Regions from separate parts of the Oncorhynchus mykiss genome. Here region 2 is linked to region 1. The links are chromatin contacts, called in public Hi-C maps. All regions are on one chromosome and are shown on one strand. Each heading gives the region's core, a stretch centred on a gene start, on an enhancer-like site or on the middle of the called end of the contact. The rest is flanking DNA. Distances are from core to core; before and after follow the strand shown.

What was found. A called contact is a pair of places that touch in the nucleus more often than the background predicts.
Region 2: a Hi-C map of blood shows a contact between it and region 1, with 9 times the contacts expected there. The contact joins the promoter of LOC110520506 here to the promoter of LOC110518747 in region 1. A contact is called at or near these places in 2 of 3 Hi-C or Micro-C datasets (blood and liver).

Annotation. Positions count from the first base shown.
Region 1 is chr3:70,228,564-70,235,195 of USDA_OmykA_1.1, reverse strand. LOC110518747 (tetraspanin-7) reads right to left here and starts at 3,639. Exons shown (of 10, transcript XR_005051365.1): 1 at 3,477-3,639.
Region 2 is chr3:70,548,066-70,554,838 of USDA_OmykA_1.1, reverse strand. LOC110520506 (renin receptor) reads right to left here and starts at 4,570. Exons shown (of 8, transcript XM_036975061.1): 1 at 4,309-4,570; 2 at 3,107-3,237; 3 at 2,443-2,571; 4 at 2,223-2,318; 5 at 1,752-1,889; 6 at 1,596-1,649; 7 at 1,353-1,502; 8 at 1-679. The coding sequence starts at 4,360. The coding sequence ends at 485.

The DNA of each region.
Region 1 (6,632 bases), core at 2,390-4,889:
CCTTCCTGCTGGGGAGATGTGATCATATGCAGACTAGGGTGTGGAAGCGTTAAGGCTGCTCTGACTGACCGGACTAAATATAAATGTTAGTATCTATGACAGGCACTAAATGCTTGCTGAGAGAGTCATGTACAGCCTCTGATTTTCTTGTCTCACATGTAAATGCTGATCCGAGGCCAGATTTGAGTTATACTGTATGTCCTTGGGGGTTCAGGTTAGGACTGGGGACAGGGTCAACTGATCCCAGACCTGAAGGTCTAAGAGGAGCACTGGGAGAAAAGGGTCCATATCAGGGGAAATCTTAACATTAAACGTTTTTGATATTCTAGAGAATACAAACCATTTCCAATACATATTTAGAGTTTTGTGGATATGCACCATCTCTTTTAGACATATATATGACATTGGGATTACTCCAAATATCACACATGGCATATGGACTCATTCAATATCCTGAGATATGTGACATCCTATTTTCGCTCTTCATGTTGACAAATACTGACTGTATAAATCACATATCTGTGTTTCCAAGATATGAAGCTATATTGATTCCAGATATGCTTCTCTTTGCTGAGGTCCATATCCGGGTCTTGATATGCTTTTTTATCTGCTGAAAATAAGGACACTTTCTGATGCATTTCTGAGTTTTCAGCACATGCTCAATAATTTGGCAAATATAAAATCCATATTTTTCTTTCATGCATTCCCTCCGGATATCATACAGGGTATTGCCTTGACTCATTAGATATCCTGGGATAGGCCTATCTGGACATCTTATTTGTTTGATATGTTGACAAATACTGATAGAAGGCATACATAGTATATGTTCTCAGCACATAATGCATATGTTCTTGACTGAGGTCCATATCAGGATCTTGATATGCTTTTTGATATGCTAAATGACAATCTCTGATGCTTATTTGAGTTTTGAGGACATGCTCAATAATTTGACAAATATTAAATCCATATCATTCTTTCAGACACTAGCTATATTTTTTGTATTCCAATCTGCATAGAGGCGCACGCAAACCGCAAAATAAAAACACTGTAACTGGTAGCCTAGCAACAAGAATCCGGTATTTTATGCTGTGGAGTTCCAGCTGTCATTTTTTAAAATTTGGGCGCCATAAATGAGTGTGTAAATAGTATGTGGTCGAATGGACAACTGGAGAAACAAAAGTGAGAAGCTCTTCAGAAAATATGTCAAATACGTTAACGCTAAAGAGTAGCAAATTTGAGCTATTTTATTTATCTTGGTAACTAGAATCAAGAATGTTAGCTAATTTGGCCAGCAGCCATTAGGGTTAGCTAGCTAACGTTAGCTAGTTCTCTAGGCTTGATGGGGGGCAAAAGCTAACTGGCAGCCTAGCTAGCTAACAAATAACGAAATTGCCTTCCCTTCAGGAAAACATATTTGTACCCAATATCAAACCTCAAGGTGACAGCTAACGTTTTAAAACAATATTTAGGCATATTTTGTATTACTGATTAATATAAGCTATCAAGCAAACGCATTTAATTAGCTAGCTAACTTTAGCTTGTTTCAGTTCGTTTTGTTATGAATGAAGCAGGTATGGTAGCTAGCTACCTTGTGGTATGGTTATGTGAAATGACAATATTTTCTTGCAATATTGACACAATTTAGATTTTATGCATTGGCAGTTTGCTCTGCGCGGGACCGCTTTTGACCATGTCGCATCCATGTCCATAACAAACAGGGCAGGGTATTGAGGGTGTACACGTTTTATTTTCTGTAAAATAAATACATTTTTTTTTTTTTTGCAAAGGCTGGTCTACGTTTGCTTCTTTACAGAAAACTTTTTGTGATTGGAGCTCTGGATTTGATTGCATTTTTTAAAAACATAAATAGCAGAGATGTGCTTTGGAAATAGCAACTTGGATTAAATATGACGATGTCCTCCTTTCCGTGCCCTGTAGCCTACTATTGAATATTGTGTAAATGCATGCTCAGATATGTCACCTTCATGTGAAGAAGCACAATGATTTTCGGCGCCTGAACAGGTCAAATAATTTGGGCGCTGGACATGGATCATGAGGCGGATTTAGCTCATTTTTGATCAGATACACGAGGATGCATATAATGTATAATGTATATTGTACGGATATCTATTGAGAACGTGGGGTAATGTGGATTCGTTCATGCCTATGTATAAAGGCTTAGATATGTCAAATATTATACAAATATGCAAACGGGTGCATGCGCATCAGGTGCATGTCTTGAATTTATCTCATGGCACTCCCGATATCTCCCTGGACTCATGGTTGAAGGGAGATGTCTGATATCAGGATTGGATGCATGTAGAAACTCCCATTATGGAGAATACCCTAGCTCCGTATATGAAATTAAGGAGACGCGTATCTGGAGCATGTCTACTCCTTATATAGAATGAAATGTCAGATGTCCAGAAACAGATAAAGACATCCCCTGATATTGACCACTTTTAGCCCAGTGAAGCATCCCTCCATCCTTGTCTGACAAAGATATCTCAGGATAAGAGCTGCAAATACACCAGATGAGTTTGTTTACCTTAGGATAGCCTATAGAGGGATTGCTTATGTTTTCCTTAGTTCCCCATCTGACTTGATGCCCATGCATCTGTAGGCTACTGTTTGTCATTTAGCCTAATAATATACAGAGGAGTTGGCGAAAGAAACATGCTATGGTATAACAATGATAGAGAAGTCTCAGGAGACATATAACAACAGTACAGAGCTTGTATAAGAGTGAGTCAGTCAAGACAAACAACTTATCAGGATGCAGACAAATCATTTGAAATGCGCTGTTTACAAAACATCAGGTGCACATCCATCTCGGGATTTTATAGTGCGACCTATGGTCGAATGCTAAATCAATGACAAAACAATTGACTGCAACCTAGCAACCTATGCATGCTGTAGACTCGACATTGACGAGTGCACGTTCATGCTGCTTCGCACCAAACGATGGACCGACAGAAACCGTTACATGATAACCTCGACTGCTAACCTCTACCCGTGTCTGACTACAGAGCTACTGCGCTCTATATAGCCTAAGCATGAGCATGGCATGTATTGCGGTCAGTGACAACTTCGAAATACAGAGCAACACATCGAGACTTCCTCACGCTAGAGTAAGTGACAATGTACGAAATAAGCCAAACGTTACAGCAGAGGATGTCGCATTTCTCCAAGCGTGTGGGCTTGTTGTAAACATGACCCTGGTAAGAAGTCATTATAACAAAGGCACAGATTAATACAAAGGCACAGATGAATCTGTACCACAAAGGCAGAGGTTGTCTACAAGAAGACATATTAAAAAAACACAAGTACACCCTCGAATGAACTGAATTCATCAAACACATGGAAAAAATAACGGTACTTACGGGTAGCCTACAGCTCTGCATCTACAACGACGGAAACGATCTCCCCAAGGCTTTCATTGGGGCAAGGATAAAACAAGGGTAACGTTAACTTACCCAAAACACGAAGGAGTAAACGATGAGGAGGGTTTTGAGAAAGGTTATCACTGGTTTGGTCTCCATTCTGCCCAATGCCCATACAACAGTAAACTGAAAGGACTGTTTCTGCAAGCGTTGCGCTACCACGACTCTCCGCTGGAGGTCTTTCGGCTGCTGCACCACAGACATTCACAGCGCAGCCGCCAATATATTTTTGCTCCATAAATAGAATTTGATTGCCCCCCTAACCACTGATACAGGCTCAGAAATTATTTATCGGGAATATTAGGTACGATTTGTTTTGATAATCTGTTCCTAGACCTGGTCTGTGGTTAGGAACAAATACCCGAGAAAATAACACAGCTCGATTATCCCCTCTGGCGGACCTTTCAAGCAGGTGGGTTTCCAAGGGCAGTAGTATAGAGTTTGAATAAAATGTTTTGTATAACTAACCCAAGATAGACAGCCTGTTGTTTACAATGAGAGCAAATTAATCATAGTGGGCAGAACAAAAAGGAGGTGGGCCGAACCAAGCACGAGATAGCAAGATCCTATTGGCGCGTTCTACTATATATTTGCATATTTCCGTTAAGTAACGCCTGCTCGGTGAAGTGCACAGACGCATTAACTAATGCCCTTGAACTCCTTCTAAATAACGCTTTTTCACCCTTTTTTTTCCTTTGGCAAAGGGTCAAGTCTAAAAAGAAATCGTACGTTCTATTCGGAACAGTTTATAGTATTGGGAACAGAAAACTGTATTGAGATCAAATGTTTCATCATAGAGAAAATGAGCAGAATTTCGGCCAAAATACATCTCGTGCGATCTTCTCAAATTCACACTTTGTTTGTTATATTATCATCATCTTGAGGATTCAGGAATATATCATGTGTTGGAATAATATGTTGGATAGAAGCCAAATTATTGTTCTGTTTGGTGCCATTGCACTGGAATACATGCAAATTAAACAGGATAAGAGGACAATACAGTGCCACTGACACGGCTCGCTACCAAAACCTGCGGGCTCTCCTTCACTGTAGCCAATGTGAGTAAAACATTTAAACGTGTTAACCCTCGCAAGGCTGCAGGCCCAGAATAGCTGGATGGTGTGTTTACAGACATATTCAATCAATTCTTATCCCAGTCTGCTGTTCCCACATGCTTCAAGAGGGCAGCCATTGTTCCTGTTCCCAAGAAATCTAAGGTAACTGAGCTAAATTACTACCACCCTGTAGCACTCACTTCCGTCATCATGAAGTGCTTTGAGAGACTAGTCAAGGACCATATCACCTCCACCCTACCTGACACCCTAGACCCACTCCTTTGCTTACCGCCCCAATAGGTCCACAGACGACGCAATCGCAATCACACTGCACATTTCCCTAACCCATCTGGACAAGAGGAATACCTATGTGAGAATGCTGTTAATCGACTACAGCTCAGCATTTAACACCATAGTACCCTCCAAACTCTTCATCAAGCTCGAGACCCTGGGTCTCGACCCCGCCCTGTGCAACTGGGTCCTGGACTTCCTGACTGGCCGCCCCCAGGTGGTGAGGGTAGGTAACAAGATCTCCACCCCGCTGATCTTCAACACTGGGGCCCCACAAGGGTGCGTTCTCAGCCTTCTCCTGTACTCCCTGTTCACCCACGACTGCGTGGCCATGCACGCCTCCAACTCAATCATCAAGTTTGCAGACGACACAACAGTGGTAGGCTTGATTACCAACAACGATGAGACGGCCTACAGGGATGAGGTGAGGGCCCTCGGAGTGTGGTGTCAGGAAAATAACCTCACACTCAACATAAAAAAAATAAAAAATATGATCATGGACTTCAGGAAACAGCAGAGGGAGCACCCCCCTATCCACATCGTCAGGACAGTAGTGGAGAGGGTAGAAAGTTATAAGTTCCTCAGCGTACACATCACGGACAAACTGAATTGGTCCACCCACACAGACAGTGTGGTGAAGATGGCGCAGCAGCGCCTCTTCAACCTCAGGAGGCTGAAGAAATTCGGCTTGTCACCAAAAACACTCACACACACATTTACAGATGTACAATCGAGAGCATCCTGTCGGGCTGTATCACCGCCTGGTACGGCAACTGCTCCGCCCATAACCGTAAGGCGCTCCAGAGGGTAGTGAGGTCTGCACAACGCATCACCGGGTGCAAACTACCTGCCCTCCAGGACACCTAAACCACCCGATGTCACAGGAAGGCCAAAAAGATCATCAAGGACAACAACCACCCGAGCCGCCTGTTCACCCCGCTATCACCCAGAAGGCAAGGTCAGTACAGGTGCATCAAAGCAGGGACCGAGAGACTGAATAACAGCTTCTATCTGAAGGCCCTCAGACTGTTAAACAGCCATCACTAACATTGAGTGGCTGCTGCCAACATACTGATGCAACTCCAGCCACTTTAATAATGGCAAAATTGATGTAATAAATGTATCACTAGCCACTTTAAACAATGCCACTTCATATAATGTTTACATACTCTACAGTACACATCTCATATGTATATACTGTACTCTATATCATCTACTGCATCTTGCCATCTTGAATTAATGTATCACTAGCCACTTTAAACAATGCCACTTTAATGTGTTTACATACCCTACATTACTCATCTCATTTGTATATACTGTACTCTATACCATCTACTGCATCTTGCCTATGCTGTTCTATACCATCACTCATTCATATATTTTTATGTACATATTCTTATTCATTCCTTTACACTTGTGTGTATAAGGTAATTGTTGTGAAATTGTTAGGTTAGATTACTCGTTGGATATTACTGCATGGTCGTAACTAGAAGCACAAGCATTTCACTACACTCACATTAACATCTGCTAACCATGGGTATGTGACCATTAACATCTAATAACCATGTGTATGTGACCATTAACATCTGCTAACCATGTGTATGTGACCATTAACATCTGCAAACCATGTGTATGTGACCATTAACATCTGCTAACCATGTGTATGTGACCATTAACATCTGCTAACCATGTGTATGTGACCATTAACATCTGCTAACCATGTGTATGTGACCAATAACATCTGCTAACCATGTGTATGTGACCATTAACATCTGCTAACCATGTGTATGTGACCATTAACATCTGCTAAACATGGGTATGTGACCATTAACATCTGCTAACC
Region 2 (6,773 bases), core at 3,321-5,820, 320 kb before region 1:
ATGTGAAGTGTGGGCTAGAAGGTACATGACTAGGCTTCAGACACAGCTCTACAGTGTTACAATTCTGTATAGTCAACCTTTGCAGTACTTACCAGTGACATTACAGTGAACTGCACCTCACATACATCTCATACATATTGGATTAAACTATTACCTCCACCTGAACAACTGCTATTCTGGTGTCTACTCCTCAGTCCACAATCAACCCCTATAACCTTGTGTATACCTGAGAGTTAGGATAGGTATACGCTATTTGGTTTATAATTAGTTCGACCATGGCTTATATACCAAGCTGGGTGGAATTATTTTCACCATATTGCTTATACCTATCCAACTCTCTCAGATCTAAACAAGTACGTAGAGAGTAGGGGGTAAGACTCCAAGGCCCCACATCTTTATTTTTCACACAAAACAAGAAAAACAATAAACTTCCACTAGGATAGGAGAGGGCTAATTGGAGGGCTGGAGTGTTGCTGGGCAGACTTTAGTCCAACCTGATCTTCTGATTGGTCATCCTGTAGATGATGCTGTCATATCCTGGGTCCATGTTCCACAGATTGTATGAGATGACAATGACAGCCAAGGCAAGGATGATCATCAGCCATAGCACGATGTTGAAGATCACTGCATAATTAAAGTTATATTTATAGGCCAGGTTATAGGGACTACCAGGGTTACTCTGTGTGATGAGGAGAGAAAGGAGGAAAGAGAGAGAGGATTTCAGTAGTTGCAAATCTCATCTATGAAGTATAGAATTTCAGACACATCTAAAAATACTCATGGTTTGATACATAAATATATACAACAGAGGAGGCTGTTGGGAGGAGCTATAGGAGGACAAGTTCATTGTAATGGCTGGAATGGAATAATTAGAACGATATCAAAAATATAGAAAACACATTGACTCTGTTCCATTCCAGCCATTACAATGAAATTGTCCTCCTATAGCTCCTCCCACCAGCCTCCACTGATCCATCGATATGTACATAAAACATAAAAACAGAAGATCTGGGCAGATGAAGCTAATATAAACAAACATACAATCTGTTTGGACTCCAGGATGGAGCGGGACTTCCTGGTCAATGGTGCCTCAAAGCTCTTCACCGTGACAACCTCGACCACCGCACTGTCACCATAGAGACCAAACACATCCTCACCAAACTACAGCACAGGAGAGAGAGAGCAAAAGAGAGCGAGAGATGACAAACAGGTGGTCACGTATAGAGATGAAACACTACTCGTGCCACTGCCACTAAACATTTTATTTGATATATAGATGCCCCCAGGAAGCCCCCCCACACAAACTCTGCCACCGCTGCTGAAAAAAATCCTAGGGGAAACACTGTATTTACCTTCTGTAGGACGTTGGCCAGGATGGCGGTGGCATCTCGATACTGTGGGGAGTCCTGTCCGTAGCGACGGCCCAGCTCCTCCAGGCCAGACAGCTCCAGGGAGTACAGGTCAGGGGAGTGGTCCTGGGCCAGGTGCCGGTGTCTCTGCAGCTACATGAGGGTGAGGGGGTTAGCCACAACAGATGACCAGCGTTGAAATTATCCAATTCCCCTGTGCCCAACAAACAACATATTCAGTCTTACCAGGGCAGTGATGTCATGCAGAACCTGGACCTCAGACAGGAAGAGCAGATCAGCCTATAAGAAGAGAGGAAGAAGGTCAGAGTTCAGAGATCAACCAACCCTTATTCACTTTAACCGAGGGACGCAGATAGAACCAGCACTAGTTATGCATGTTACCTCAGCGTTGCGGTTGAGGGAGTTAAGTGGCAGGGAGGCCAGCACGGAGCCATCCTGGGAGAGACGAGAACGGATCTGCTGCAGGGTCACAGGCAGGTCCTCAAACACCGCGTTGGCCTTCCCCAGCATGTACAGCCTCTGTAGACACACGTAGACACACACACAATAATGGCACCGGAGGGGATGGCTGACGTTTTACGGGCTCCTAACCAACTGCATTGTTGGTTAAGGGCTTGTAAGTCAGCATTTCACAGTAAGGTCTACTACACCTGTTGTATTCAGCGCACGTGACAAATACATTATTATTTGATAACATTACTATCCCCCTGCACATACAAACCCTCTGGAAAAAATAAACCTTTCCACATAGGCTGGGTTTCTGTACAGCACTTTGAGATATCATCTGATGTACGAAGGGCTATATAAAATAAATTTGATTGATTGATTGACATGTGCTGGTCCATACAGTACCTCCTCACTAGGGGCCAGCTGGAGGACCACAGGAGTGTCCTCAGCAAAGAGAGAATGAACCGTCTCAGCCACACTGTCCAGGTTGAAGGGTACCGGCTGGAGGAGAGAGGGAACAAGGGAAGAGTTATTAATAATAGAGCCTTGGTGAAGAATCTCATTCAAATTAGAACGTTGCTGCTGCTCAACCATCACCTCTGATGGGGAGCCTGGCCTCACTCACGTTCTCCAAGGGATAGGAGGCCACATTCTGGGGCAGGGCCAGGCTGTCCACCCCCCTCACCACCACCAGCACGTTGGCCCTGGGACGCTGGAACAACTGACCTGCCCGGAGGCCAGGCCAGGAGAGATCCTACAAACACAGACGTTAGAGTATCATGTAAAATACCAGAGGCTTGCGCACCTGTTCAAACATAGGATATGCGCCTGTGTGGGTCTTCACTGATGCAAGTGGACCCGATATACCTGAGACCCAACCCCCAAATTCAAACTTATGCTATAGGCTATGCAGAGCTGTGGTCAGGTCCACTCTGGTCTATCAGCTGTAGTTACATAGACCCGATGACAATCAAACAGGACCTGACCCGGACCCAAGGGACATTTAGTTTATGCAAATACGGTTAATTTATTGACATATAGAAGGCCTGGTCAATATAATATAAAGACCTATTTGTTAAGCAGAAGAGCAACTTGGCTGATAAACATAATGTTGGGGTCCAATCGGGTGTGGTCGATACTGTTAGGGTATGGGTTAGGTCAAGTTGTCTTCCGGTCCGATTGTTCTAGGGTCTGTTTGAGTCTCCATTGTATTTTTTTCAATGATCGGGTCAGGTCTGATTGTCATCAGGTCCTGGTCCAAATTGTTGGACCCTAAAGTGTGTGTGTACCTCCTGGACAGAGAACCCCATAGTCAGAGCCACCATATCTGGAATCTTCTCCCCAGAGATTGGCCAGTCTCCCTTTTGGAAGGACACGTACTCTGGGGCCTGCAATATGGTGAGGCTGTCCCCCTGAACGCCTGAGGGAAAACAGAAGGAATTGGTTTGGTTCAAATAATATTGTCTATAAACAACCTACTTATCAAAGCTAGCTACTGTTTGGAGTTCAATATGGTGTAGGTGGAGGGGACACCAGGGCCACATAATGACTTTTGGAGGTTCATCTAGGTGGGTTCTGATAGTATGGTGTTGCCATTTGCTCCCACTTGCCTGTTAATTACAAACTGTGAAAGACAGCCATTTCATGAATGGGAATGCCAGGCTACAGGAGCTAGTTAGTTAGCCGGAGTCTCGTGACTGGGAAAGCAGAAGGATTTTTGAGGAAGTTAAGCGAATATGGTGTGTATTCATTAGTTGGATGCCAATTCAAAACGTTTTGTCAGTTGCAAACGTTTTGCAATAGTAACTATAGGAACCAAACCGAAGCAAGTAGAACGAAACGTGGAGGGACCGACCTGAATTTTTCCAATAGAAACTCTCGTTATCGTTCAAAACGTCTTCCGTTTGGAGTAAACGATTTGCAACACACCAAACGTTTAGCAACAGAATCCGACTAATGAATGCTGTATGTCACGTGATACAGCTGGCTAGCCGAGACGATCCCCTGTGAGTCTGGTTAGTAAGACAGCTTACAATGAACCATAGCCATATTGCTAGATAGTGTTGTGCACAACAACAGACGGGGTAAAACTGCAGGAAATGGCTCATCATGTTAGCTCATGTTTTGTCGTTCCAGTTCGGTGGTTGTTGCTGCCAGGCGGTCAGGCTGTCAAGTTAGCTTACTAGCAAGCTAGGGAAATTAGCCCAACTAAAAAGCAGTATTTAATCGTTATAACATATTTATAAGGGAAAGACACGGCTTGCCACAAGTTGCCAACAATATTTATATCAACACGATTGGAAGTGTTCTTTAAAGTCATTTCTTTAGCGTTAACGTTAGCTAGCTAAAACGGTTAGTGCCTCTTAGCTAACGTTACCGTTTTCATTAATGCAAATGACTCGTTAACGTTATAGCATCCCCATGAGATCATTTCCAGAAAACGATCTACATCAGTAGCTAAATAATCATATATAAGATTTCCAATTTTTACCTGCCGTAAAAGCCGAGCAGAAGATAAACGCTACGCTGAATAAAGTCTCCATCCTTCGGCGATTTTCCAGCAACACAATTCCCCTTTTGCTCTAACGTAGATCAGATGACTCGCGTGTCACGTATATCTTCTTCGTGTGACTTTCCGGAAGAATAGACGCTGTGTTGTGTTTTGCTGCTTGTCGCAGGTCAGAGTGCGGATTGCACATTTTGGTCACAAACAACAAGAAAAAGGGGCATGGGAGAGTCTTATATTGCACCACTATCTAACCCTGCACCTATACACTACCCACTACTTTCGCCCAAAAAGGTCCTACACCATCTTCCTATAGACCGTCAGCACTTAAATCTCTCACCCCCAAATATTCCCCTGCTGCTGCAACTACCACGTATATCTTCTGTGATTTTCGCACCAACGGCACAGTACATTTGATCACCATGGCTATAAATACAAGAAATCAGCGATCTAAGGCACTGCATCTCAGGGCTAGAGGCGTCACTACAGACACCCTGGTTCAAATTCAGGCTGAATCACAAACGGCCGTGATTGGGAGTCCCATAGGGTGGCGCACAATTCTCCCAGTGTCGTCCGGGTTTGGCTGGTGTAGGCCATTATTGTAAATACGAATTTGTTCTTAACCGACTTACCTAATTAAATAAATAAATAAAATACTACAACTCATCCTCTTTGGACCTCTCTTTTCAGGCTGACTCACTGGCGGACTCACAGTCAAATCACTCACCCTTGGGCTATCCTCTAGTCTCTTCATTGCCTCAGTATAGGAACATTTGTGCCCAACTCAAACTCTGGCAATCTCAACCTGTCGCTCTCTCACCCGTGCATGTTGACACACAGTGCTTTCTCTATCCCAACTGTACACTCCCTCTGACTATGCCCTCCTGCAACTTTCTCACATCTTGGGATCTCCCTTCTACACACTGCTGCAACATGTCAGAATCCTTGGCACCTATAAACCACTGTAGCGGGTTCGGAAACATAGGCCCTCATAGAATAGCAAATATAATCTAACCTGAATTTATCAGATAGAAACTCTGTGTCAAAGCTCAACAATACAACCATTCCTGTGTTTTACTTGTTATATTGTATTTACTTCGCCACCATGGCCTTTTTTGCCTTTACCGCCCTTATCTCACCTCACTTGCTCACATTGTGTATAGACTTATTTTTCTACTGTAATATTGACTGTATGTTTGTTTTACTCCATGTGTAACTCTGTGTTGTTGTATGTGTCGAACTGCTTTGCTTTATCTTGGCCAGGTCGCAATTGTAAATGAGAACTTGTTCTCAACATGCCTACCTCAACATGCCTGCCATTACCACCGGGTCTACTTCTCTCCAAACTGCGGTTGTCAGAAACACCAGGAATATTATTTTTCATTTGATCCACCTCAACACTGAACGCTACCCCACTGATCACCCCTTTGTGTGGCGCCCTGTTCCGGAGAGCAAAGCACGCCACTGGTTGAACCTCGAGCCGTGTGAAGCACCGCTTCTTCTGGGCAAAGGATGTACAAAAAATCTAATCAATTCCACTTCTCTAAACTTTCACAGATGTAACCATTCCTAGTTTGTCCTTTACCCAGCTTGACAAAACGTATGGGTCTGCCAAAAAGCAGGAATCCACTCTTTCAAAAAAATCTTCGGTAACATTCACAGGGCAAACGTTGGAAGTCTCAACCACACATGTCGCCACAGTTAGGCCCACTTCATCCTGGTCTGGCTCAACCCCAGCGCGCTCAACACTAACGACTGACTCCAATTCAATATTCTCAAGAGAGCAAGAAGACCTAAAAAATAAGATTACTTGGTTTGTATTCAGGAGACGAAGGTATGTACTCAGGAGTTGAAGGTCTGAATTTAACACAATTCTTGCACTTTTGCATCATTGTACCTATTGTCACGAAGATGCTAGGAATGCATTATGGGCAAGAATTGGTCTTTCAGAAAGCCAGAAACATTGATTGATTTCTGAAAAAATAAATATTGTATGGCTATTGAAATATGTAGTTAATTGTTTCCATCCTTTGACATGTTCAGCTAAGGAAAATCAATACCGGAAGTAGGGACTTTTCAATAAACTGTTGAACAAAACATCATCATCGTCCATGTCCTTTTCACCTGTAATATCAAGTACATCCACTGGATGGGGGTATAGGATCATAAATTAACCAACCAGGGTCCATTTAGGGCTTACTCGGACGATGCAATAAAAATAATTTGTGAATGTTAAGGGAAAATTGCGGAAGTCAATAAATGTTTATTTAATTTTAAGGTCAGCTTCAGGGGCGGATTGGTCCTCTGGCAACTCTGGTAAATGCCAGATGGGCTAGACCATTTTTTGTTGGATGGACTGGTCAAAATTGACACACACACAAAATATAGATTTTGAATAAAAAATTAAATAATGAAAAGCTGACCAATGGGCCTGTAAATATTTAATTAGA